Linked DNA regions of Sus scrofa: region 1 is linked to region 2. Evidence: chromatin contacts called from public promoter capture Hi-C data. All regions are on one chromosome and are shown on one strand. The core of a region is the stretch at or near the end of the contact, and the rest is flanking DNA. Distances in the headings are between cores, read along the strand shown. Region 1 overlaps AKAP13 (A-kinase anchor protein 13). Region 2 overlaps AKAP13 (A-kinase anchor protein 13).

The links. Promoter capture Hi-C pulls out the DNA fragments that hold promoters and counts their contacts.
Region 1: a promoter capture Hi-C map of fetal liver shows a contact between it and region 2, with 2.3 times the contacts expected there. The contact joins two enhancer-like sites. A contact is called at or near these places in 1 of 5 promoter capture datasets (fetal liver), 2 of 47 Hi-C or Micro-C datasets (heart right ventricle and liver) and 1 of 2 datasets of contacts at active chromatin or transcription factors (alveolar macrophages).

What each region holds. Positions count from the first base shown.
Region 1 is chr7:88,106,607-88,111,415 of Sscrofa11.1, forward strand. The region is part of intron 8 of AKAP13 (A-kinase anchor protein 13); the gene reads left to right. Among named protein-coding and RNA genes, the nearest start is that of KLHL25, 180 kb to the right of the region's middle. Within about 2 kb of position 1,870, at least 21 of the 83 cell types and tissues checked have an H3K27ac peak or open chromatin away from gene starts, as enhancers often do. A contact at or near this core is called in fetal liver and liver, where this site is marked.
Region 2 is chr7:88,023,013-88,027,614 of Sscrofa11.1, forward strand. All of the region lies in intron 3 of AKAP13 (A-kinase anchor protein 13), which reads left to right. Among named protein-coding and RNA genes, the nearest start is that of AKAP13, 140 kb to the left of the region's middle. Within about 2 kb of position 2,674, at least 31 of the 83 cell types and tissues checked have an H3K27ac peak or open chromatin away from gene starts, as enhancers often do. A contact at or near this core is called in fetal liver and liver, where this site is marked.

The sequences.
Region 1 (4,809 bases), core at 620-3,119, 83 kb after region 2:
GAAGTGTGTCGGTCAGAACAGTGAGGAATCAGGGAAGGGAAGGGCGTTGGGTTGGTGATCTTAAGGTTCTTGAGAGAATATCTGAACAGAAACAGTGGGTGCTTGAGAATCAGCATTGAGCCCCTTAGTGTTTCAGTGTCATTTTATTTGCCGTGAAATGGATTCTTATGCTTAGGAGAACCTCATAGCCTTGAAAATCATAGAGGGAGAAATTCATCTTCAGAGTTGCTCTTTCCTGAGATGTCTCTGCCTATTGCTCTCTCCCTGTCATCCCCAGCCCAGGCCCCCTATCTGTGGCGTATCCTTCTCTGGCTCTCTCCTTCTGCCTCTGTTTCTTAGTCTGTCTTTTGCCTGAATCTTTTCTATCTGTTGTTTCTGCAGTCTCTACTCACAACTCTTTAGGGGAAAGATAGTACTTACTTCCTTTGGAAGGATCTCCGGTCAGTCTATTTATTAAAGTGGCAAAGTGACCCTTTCCGCTTGGTTTGACTACTTTTCAAGTCTAGCCTCTGACTGTTAATAGCTGTATTTGTTTGTTTTCTCCCATTAGTAATGTTGGTGTCTAAGCAGGATGGGGGCGGAGACTCTGGATGGCTAATTGCTCACAGAAGGCATCCTGGAATCTAAAATTAGCAAGGAGTCTTCCAGCCATAAGATGGGAGTCTGGGAATGTTGGACTCAAGGAACACTTTTTGGAAGTTTAGCAGCTTTCTCACAAAGGCAGGGGAAATTGGAAGCCAACCAAATGTTGCACAGATGCCAAAAGAACTTCAGTCTCTGAACCTGTGAGGGTGTGGAGCCAGCAGAGTCTAGGCAAAGTAGTAATGTACTGCCCTGGTTAGGGAAATAGCAGGGCTCTTGTATTGATTTATCAATTCAGCTTATTACTTGAGACTCCTTAATTTTTTCCCCCTTTGGTCCATTGAGGCCAAGAAAAATGGCTCAGAAGGCTAGACACAGAAGCCAATGAATAATAACACCAAGCTGTGCGAGGGGCTAGGTAGAGGAGCCGTGATTTGTGGTGGAGTGGCATCACTGTCCCATATAATCACTATCAGGTGGTGCTTTGACTTTCCAGGCCTAGGCTGAGAGTCGTGGGCAACTTGGCATAGTGAACTTGATCCAAGTTATTGATTTTACATTCTCTGAAATGTGATTTCACTATGAAATCACAGTAATGTTTCAAAATTTTTGTCCTCATATATTTAGGAGAGCCTAGTTTTTAGGACCTTTATTTGCTTGACTCTGTGATCTTACCTGTCTAGGGAAGAAGCAAAGAAGGAAAAAGGGAAGGAGGATAGAAAAGACCAGTCTGTATATTGTGAGGAATGTGCTACATTTAAAACAAAATGTGCGGTGCTCTCTACTCTCGAGGGGCACGAAAGCCTTTACTAGTGGAGCTAAATCAACACAGGCTTATTATTGGCCTTGTAGAGACTGTTTTCCAGTTTTAACAAAACACTTCCATATACATTATTCCTTTGAGACTGGCTTGTCAGCGGCAACTGTTTCTCCCATTTTCCTACGAAGAGTTTGAGGCTTCTCTTGAGCCAGGGTAAGGGATGTGAAGGACTTGAGCCATGTGAATTTTTTTTGTCCTACAAGGCCACGGCTATTAAAGGACATAATTAGTTTTTTAGATGTACCTGTGTTTGGTTTTTTTGCACCATGCTGCCTTTATATAATGAAAGATTTTTAGTAGGGAAATCTTCACTTCTCAGAAAACAGGCATTTATTTCAACTAAGTAAACATGAGGAATCCTGAAAATACTGTTTCCAGCTTGAAATGAGGCGGGTCAGTTTGGTGTTGATTCTTTGCTGTGAAGATAGAGAAGAAGGCTACAAGAGGGCGACAGGAAGACAGTGTTAATAACCTGCTCCGTGCCGGACTTTGTGCTCGGTCTAAGGGGCACACGGGTCTTCAAAGTCCTCATGTTGCTTAAAGACAGACAGTTAATAGAGAAAAAAATACAAATTATTGTACGTGATTTGATAGAAATAAGCAGTGTGAGACTACAGTATAGTGCAATATAGGAAATGATGGGAAGACCTATTTCAGATAGATCTTTCTGAGGTGCCTTTAAAAAACTATTCTTTAGAGGATAAAAAGATGCCAGCTCTACCAAGGGAAGAAGGTGTGTTCCAGAAAGAAGGAACAGCAAATCCAAGAGGCCCTGCGGTGGGAAAGAATGGGTAGGGACATTGTGATGAGAATCATGAGCAAGGCTTAAAAGAGTAGAGCCGTGACAGCTGTGGTGAGGGGTTTGCTTTGCTTGGCCATGTTACTTCTCAGTTTATGTTTTTAAAAGATGATTCTGGGATGCGGGCATCATTTAGGTTGCCATTATGGTAGTCCAGGCATGATAAAAATGGTTTTGTGGTCTGAAGTGGGATGAAGTGGATATAGGCATTTAATCTTTACATTCCCAGTATTTGTCTCATTTTATATATGGAAAAAAGCGATGTAGAGCATCAGTAATTTTCCAGAGTTCTCACAGTTCAGCCCTGGTAGGTAGTAGGATGCAGCCCCAGCTATGAATGTTTTCAGAGCTCTTTTTTTTCTTGCTATCCTCTTATTACATGAATGTGTGTTATCAGTTTTTACATATATATGTGTATTTTTTGTCTTAAATTTTTCATATTGGAAGGAGACTTAGAAGTTATCACAGTCATATCTCAGTCACTTCTTTCCCTTTGGAGGTATTCCACCTACAGCACTTTGGACAAGTGCATGGTCTCATTTAAATTCATTTTGTCACAGACTTTTTAGCAGATTTCCCCCACAGTTCTTTAAAAAAAAAAAAAAATCATTCAGAACTGGTCTCCAGTTATCTTCCATTTTGAATTTCAGTGTTTGTTTGTTTTTAATCAGTGTTTTAAAAAATAATTATTGGGCGTATAGGCCACTTTTTTTCAGGTGATGATGTATATGTTCTCACTCTTCTTTTCCTGGGAAAGATTACTTTTTTTACACTGAGGAGTTTGTAATTTTTTCATCTATTCACTATATCTAAACACTCAATAAGCAGTGTCCCTAAGTCATATTAAACGCTCAAAATGTTTTGTTAATTGAGCGAGTTAATCTTTTAAGATTTTTAAGTATGGATTCAAAAGCATTATATTATGTAAACTGTATTTAATATACTGATAAGGTTAGGATAAGAACAAAGAGATGGGAGTTCCCGTTGTGGCGCAGTGGTTAACGAATCCGAATCCGACTAGGAACCATGAGGTTGCGGGTTCTGTCCCTGCCCTTGCTCAGTGGGTTAACGATCCGGCGTTGCCGTGAGCTGTGGTGTAGGTTGCAGACGCGGCTCGGATCCTGCGTTGCTGTGGCTCTGGCGTAGGCCGGTGGCTACAGCTCCGATTCGACCCCTAGCCTGGGAACCTCCATATGCCGCAGGAGCGGCCCAAGAAATAGCAAAAAGACAAAAAAAAAAAAAAAAAAAAAGAAGAGATGAATTATGACAGTCATCACATAATTTGGATCGTAAGCCTGTCCCTTTGGTGTCACATGTTTACCACTCTAGTCCCTTCCCTTGACATCCTAATAGTTCACTGTAGATTAGCTTTGAAATTCTCATTCTCTGTTATGTCCGTATACTTTCTTTGGCTCATTCTGCATTCTGATCTGTTCCTTTTGTTAGCTCTGTGCACTTAGTTCATGGTAGCCCTTCTGCATCAAATCCTTCTCTTAAGATTTCCCTAAGGCTAGGTACATTGGTCTTATCTCCAGATCAGCTCTTTATTCTCATCATCAACCTACAACATCCTCTGAAATCTTACCTTCTTTGTGAATTTTTTTCTAAATAAAAGGCCGTAGGTTGATAGTATTCCTTGGTCACCCACTCCTCCATCCCCCAGCCCAGTACACAACACACATACACACTTTCTTCCTCCCCATATTGGTTATCCGTCTTCCCCAATGCAGATATGACTTCTTGGTCTTACGGTAAGTGGTTGGTAAGTATGAGTCACAGGGACAAAATGGGATAATGAAGAATTTTAATTGTTAGAGGAGGCCCCTTGGTATTAACATGCCCACTTTCCCCAGGATCCTTCAAAAAGCTAGTATTGACCTCACAAGTTGGTGAACAATAGGAGCCTTTGTCTAATGCAGTTCAGCAGCTAACTCGATAGTATTGAGTAGGAGACCGCTCTTAACACAGGAGGACATCAAGTATCAGGAACTTACTGCAAAGCTAGCATACCAAGAAAAAGGGGGTCAGAATCTAGGACTGACTGCTAACTTAAACTGATTTTAGTTTAGGGAGCATTCCTGTTTTACTAGTTTTATAACTTTGCGTACTTGGAAAAATAGTGCCTCTTAATAATGACATGATTCTTCATGTTACTGATGACTTATTGCGAGTATAATTTGTAACTAGTAATTCAGAGTATCAGATGAATGGTTAAAAGATTTGCACATGTTTTGTGTACATTGAATGAAAATATTTACAGAGCAGGACAACCCCCTCCCCATCCATGTTTGGGCAGGCCACCTGAGCTCATTAGCGAAAGTGCAGGAGTAGTTTGTCTTTAGTTCCAGGGTTTATTCCCAGAGAAACTCACATCATCCTTTAAGAAGTTTACTTGCTCTAAGATGCTTGCATACCCCTTCAAACAAAAGACATAAGAAGGCTAAGGATTGAAGACAATAATGCCTATCTGCTCAGTTATAGTCTGATTCCCTGAAAAGATTTTGACTCAAGCATTGGCTTCTCTGTCCAGATGGTGGGGTTTTTACTTCCTTTTGTTCAGCCTGTAACTCTGGCTAGATCTCCTGAGACAGTTGCAGAGGAAGTAAAT
Region 2 (4,602 bases), core at 1,424-3,923:
CACCACAGCTCACGGCAACACTGGATCCTTAACCTGCTAAGCGAGGCCATGGATTGAACCTGAAAACTCATGGTTCCTAGTCGGATTTGTTTCTGCTGTGCCATGATGGGAACTCTGTAAAGGCTTTTTAAAGTAATTACTTCTTGCCTTCCCACCATAGAAAGCCTGTAGACATAATAAGTCTCCCCCTTTTAAAAATGAAATTATATTAAGTGTAGTAACATCTTAGGGCACAGTTACTTGGAGGCTTTATGAGCCTTTGTTTTTTATGTGTGTGTGTTTTGTTTGTTTGTTTGTTTTTCTGTCTTTTAGGGCAACACCCATGGCATATGAAGATTCCCAGGTTAGGAGTCAAATCGGAGCTGTAGCCTCCGGCCTACGCCACAGCCACAGCAACGTGGGATCTGAGCCACATCTGTGACTTATACCACAGCTCACGGCAACTTCAGATCCTTAACCCACCGAACGAGGCCAGGGATCGAACCCACGTCCTCATGGATACAAGGTGGGTTCATTAACCACTGAGCCACGACAGGAACTCCTTTATGAGCCTTTGAATTGTTTGACTGCTTTACAGTGAGCATGTTATTAACACACATAGTAATTTTTAATAAAAGCATAGTGAAGACTTTGAAAACAGTGTCTTCTCTTTTGAAAATAAAGCTGTATCTTTGTGTAATTAACACTAGACAAAGACAAACAAGTTTTATAATAAAATACTTAAAATATCTATGAATTGGTTGATTTAAGAATATAATTTGCTGTGAAGTACAGCCTGATGTGAAAATATCTCTCTAAAGAGAAAAGGTGTTGCCTTTGTAATAAATGAAAATAAAATGTCTCTGTTTTCTTCTCTTCATATAGAATAAATCTAACCCCAGATCTCATTTTAATTAAATAGCGCTTTTTCTCTAGAGTTGAGGCTGAGAGGTTTTCTTTAAAAGACTATAGAACTGGCAAGTAGCATAAGTATATCTGAGTATCCTTGGAAGATAATTCTTGGGGGGGATATGAGGTTCTCTCTTACTGTGCTCATTTTCCTTAAATAAATGTGTGTTTAGACCAAGCACGTATTAATTGTAGAATGGAAAATGAGACAAGATTTTTTGGTAGATGCTGCCTACAATTTTTGTGAAAGGCTTTAGTGCAGAATTTTTCATAAAACAAAATCTTTTTCTTCTTCAGTATTGTAGAATTCACAGCAAGAGTTCTTATTTGACGGAAAAACTGTAAACATTCGTTGACCCCAAATTTGACTCATCTCTTTTGTATTTTTCTTTTCCATTTCACTCATCGGAGACAAGGTACTATATAAAGTAGATCTGTTATCAAAATAAAAAAAGAAAAAAATATATTTTGCATCATCAGAAGTCCTTTGGGGCCTAATTAAAAATCAGTGCTTACAGCTCAAGTCTCAGCAAGAAGTCCTGTGGTTTCTAGCAAGCAGCAGATGTCTAGAGATTGTCAAATCGACTAACATGTTTGAAAAGAAGTTCTTGGTTTTTAACTGGACTGATCAGAGAATTCTGGTGCCCTCTCTCTCTGCCAAAGGGATCAGTTATTTTTTTTATTTCTTTTTTTTGGTTTGTTTTTTGTGATCAGTTATTTTTTAATGGGTATTTTCTAACCATCTCCCTATTCTAAAATACTCTTTCTATAAAGGCTATCTCTAGGCAGACATGGTTTGATGTTTTAAAAGACTTAAATTACTGTTCCAGTGCTAGTCAGTATATATAGCGGCTATCCTGGTAAAACATACTAAGAAGGGAAGTGTATCTGCTGTCTACTGTCCTTTTGTAATGCCTATATGGAAATTGTGGTATACCTCATCACTTGGGATCTATAGGCACAGCCCTAGAAATGAGCACATGCATTACAGTAGGGCCAGTATCCTCCCAAGGGGTCAGAATTGGTTCTTGGGGGAGGGGTTAAAAAGTCTTATACTTTATATATAAAGCACAGGTATGTGTGGTATATCTGTGGTGTTAAAATTTTATGGGTCGGGGTGGCAGATAGAGAAAAACCTTTGAAAAGGCTCCTTGGGGGTTGACAGTGAATAAAAGGTTGAGATACACTGCCTTAGAGTAATAAGCTGGATTATTACAGGTCAGATTTTTCCTTAACATTAATTAGTCCCCCCCCCCAAATGTACATGATTCCTCTGTCAGCTCTTTTTCTCTCTCTACTTAAATGCTCCTATATACACTTTGTACATATACCAGATTTTCACATCTACCTTTAGACCACTGAAAACTATAGCAATAGATGAATACTTTTGCACATAACCCTATCTCCTATTAAAGTGTGAGTCTGAAGACTGAAAATTTCCTTTAACCCTACATAGTCACTCCAATGGGAGGAAAAAGACCAAATTCTTAAATACTTTGATGCCAAACTGAGGTAGTAAAAGGCATTATTTTTATATTTTCCACCATGATTACTGATGGAGCCTTTCTTGTAGAAGATGATCAGATGGGACTGGGCTTGGCTGGCCCAGCAAGCGCTTTCAAGGTTCGTTTTTGGATAGTTAGTGAAACAAAGTCCCATTTGTTCCATCCTCAAAAGAGAAGGCCAGGATGGGATGTATGCCACTTTTAGCCTAATAGGAAATGAAGTAATTCTTGGGTCATGCTTTAGCAGCTTTGTTTATTTGCAGCAATATTTCGTTTCCATGGGTACGGGTGCCTCATACAGTGATAAGGAGCCTCAAAAAAGCTCTCTGACCTCAGGAGCACACACCTCCTGACCTGTGCGCTTAAAAAAGGTTTGGATTAGATACTTTTAAGAGGACCATCAGCAGTTAAATTTTTGGTTCTCATGTAGGTGCTCCTGCTTGTGCTTTGTTTATATGGCATTCTTCCCCTTGCCTTTATTTTTTTTTGGTTCTGCAGTGTCTAAGGGCAGTGTATAGCTCAGAAGCTATGTTGGGCCCTGCTGCAGAAGTTCTTGGTAGAGTATTAGGGATGTTTTCCTTGAGTCACCTGAACAGGAGCATTTTAGTAGCTAACAATCATAATAAAGTACCAGTTTTAGATGCTTGATTTATGCCAGGTGCTTTGTGTACAGCCATCTCTGATTTTTTTTTTTTTTTTTAGCAATCCGGAAGGCTAGTGGTAGTCTCATTTTGCGCACAAGACACACAGGCTTCAGGATCGTGTGTTTTTCAGGGTAACTAGCCTGTCTGCAATGGAGGTGAGATGCAAACCTGGTATTTTCTGATTCTGTGGCTAATTGTCAGCATACCTCAGGGCTCCTTACAATTCACTCAGTTAGGGTCAGATTTCCTACCCCATAATTTACTTCAAATTTATGTTTTAAATCAACTGAACCTGGTTGTGGGATAAATTCAGAAGTTAGTTTTGAAAAGTGGAACTAAAGTTTAGCCTCTGTTTCTTTAACCGTTCATCTCTCTCCTCCCCTGTGTCAGTTCTCTTGGGGGTATTTCCCTCAGAAGAAGCTCAGGAAAATTTTCAGAACTTCCTCTTTTAAAAGGACTTGTGATTATTATTTTCTTTCTTTGTTACCAGGAAATTTAGTGGGAAAGAAAAACACCATGGAACTAGCTGAAAACCTTACAACTCCTCTTTTGTTTTCATGAAAAAAGAAGTTAAGTTGTAGTTGCTATGTCAAATCAGATATGGTTTCCCATCCCCATGTTTTTGCCCTAAAGATGTAGACATCATTGATTCCTTGCATTTCGTCTGTACAAAGGCAGGCATAAGACTAATGGTTTCTGAAAATATCATGTCTCTAGAGCTAATTTATGGTAGTAAGAGATAACTATGTGTGTAGATGTGATTTCAGTTTTATTAATGGTCCATATTAACCTTTGTGTGTTTTTTTTTTTTTTTTTCCTAGATGCTTTATCTGAAAAGTTGTAGGGATTAAAATATAATCCTGTGGACCACTTGAGCCTAGTAGAAAACCTGAATGTGAGAGAGTGTCTCCACCAGCCTCATGTGGTGGATTTCCAGACGGTAGAGTGAGGCAGTTTGTTCACAATCAGTAGTAACTCTTCCAGTTTACTCAAAGTTTAATAAAGACTGAGCCAGGAAACCCTCAGTTCTCCTCTTCTCTTTTAACCCTCAGTTTTTCTTTGGAAAAAGAAGCCTGTAATCATACCAAACAAATTCCAGATTTATGGCACATTTTACTTAGGATGATTCATAGTTTCTCCTTTAGATTGTGAGTTCATGTCTGAAGGGAAAATATTGGGGTAATGATTGGCTTCGTCTCCTGGGTATCTGTTTCATGGCCTTTTCTGACATTCTGCCTTCTGTAATGCATGGCATTGTTTTAGTTCCACATAAATAGAGCAGACAGTAGCTCACTCATCGACCCATGTACCTTCTAACAAATGCTGCTGAAGCAGCAGAAGGAAATATGCATGCTTATGCTGCTCAGCACACGTGCACACACACACATAGCCATACTCCCAAATCACTTACTATTTCTGCCCCTCTTGTTGTCTCCACTTTGTCCTAGCCAAGTAAAGAGTCATTTTAGCAATTCGATATAGATTTCTTTGCAAAGACATTACTCCTGCTCTTTCCAGTTTTGAGTTGGGTGGTGTTGCTTCACCATGGCTTTTAGGTGTGTGTG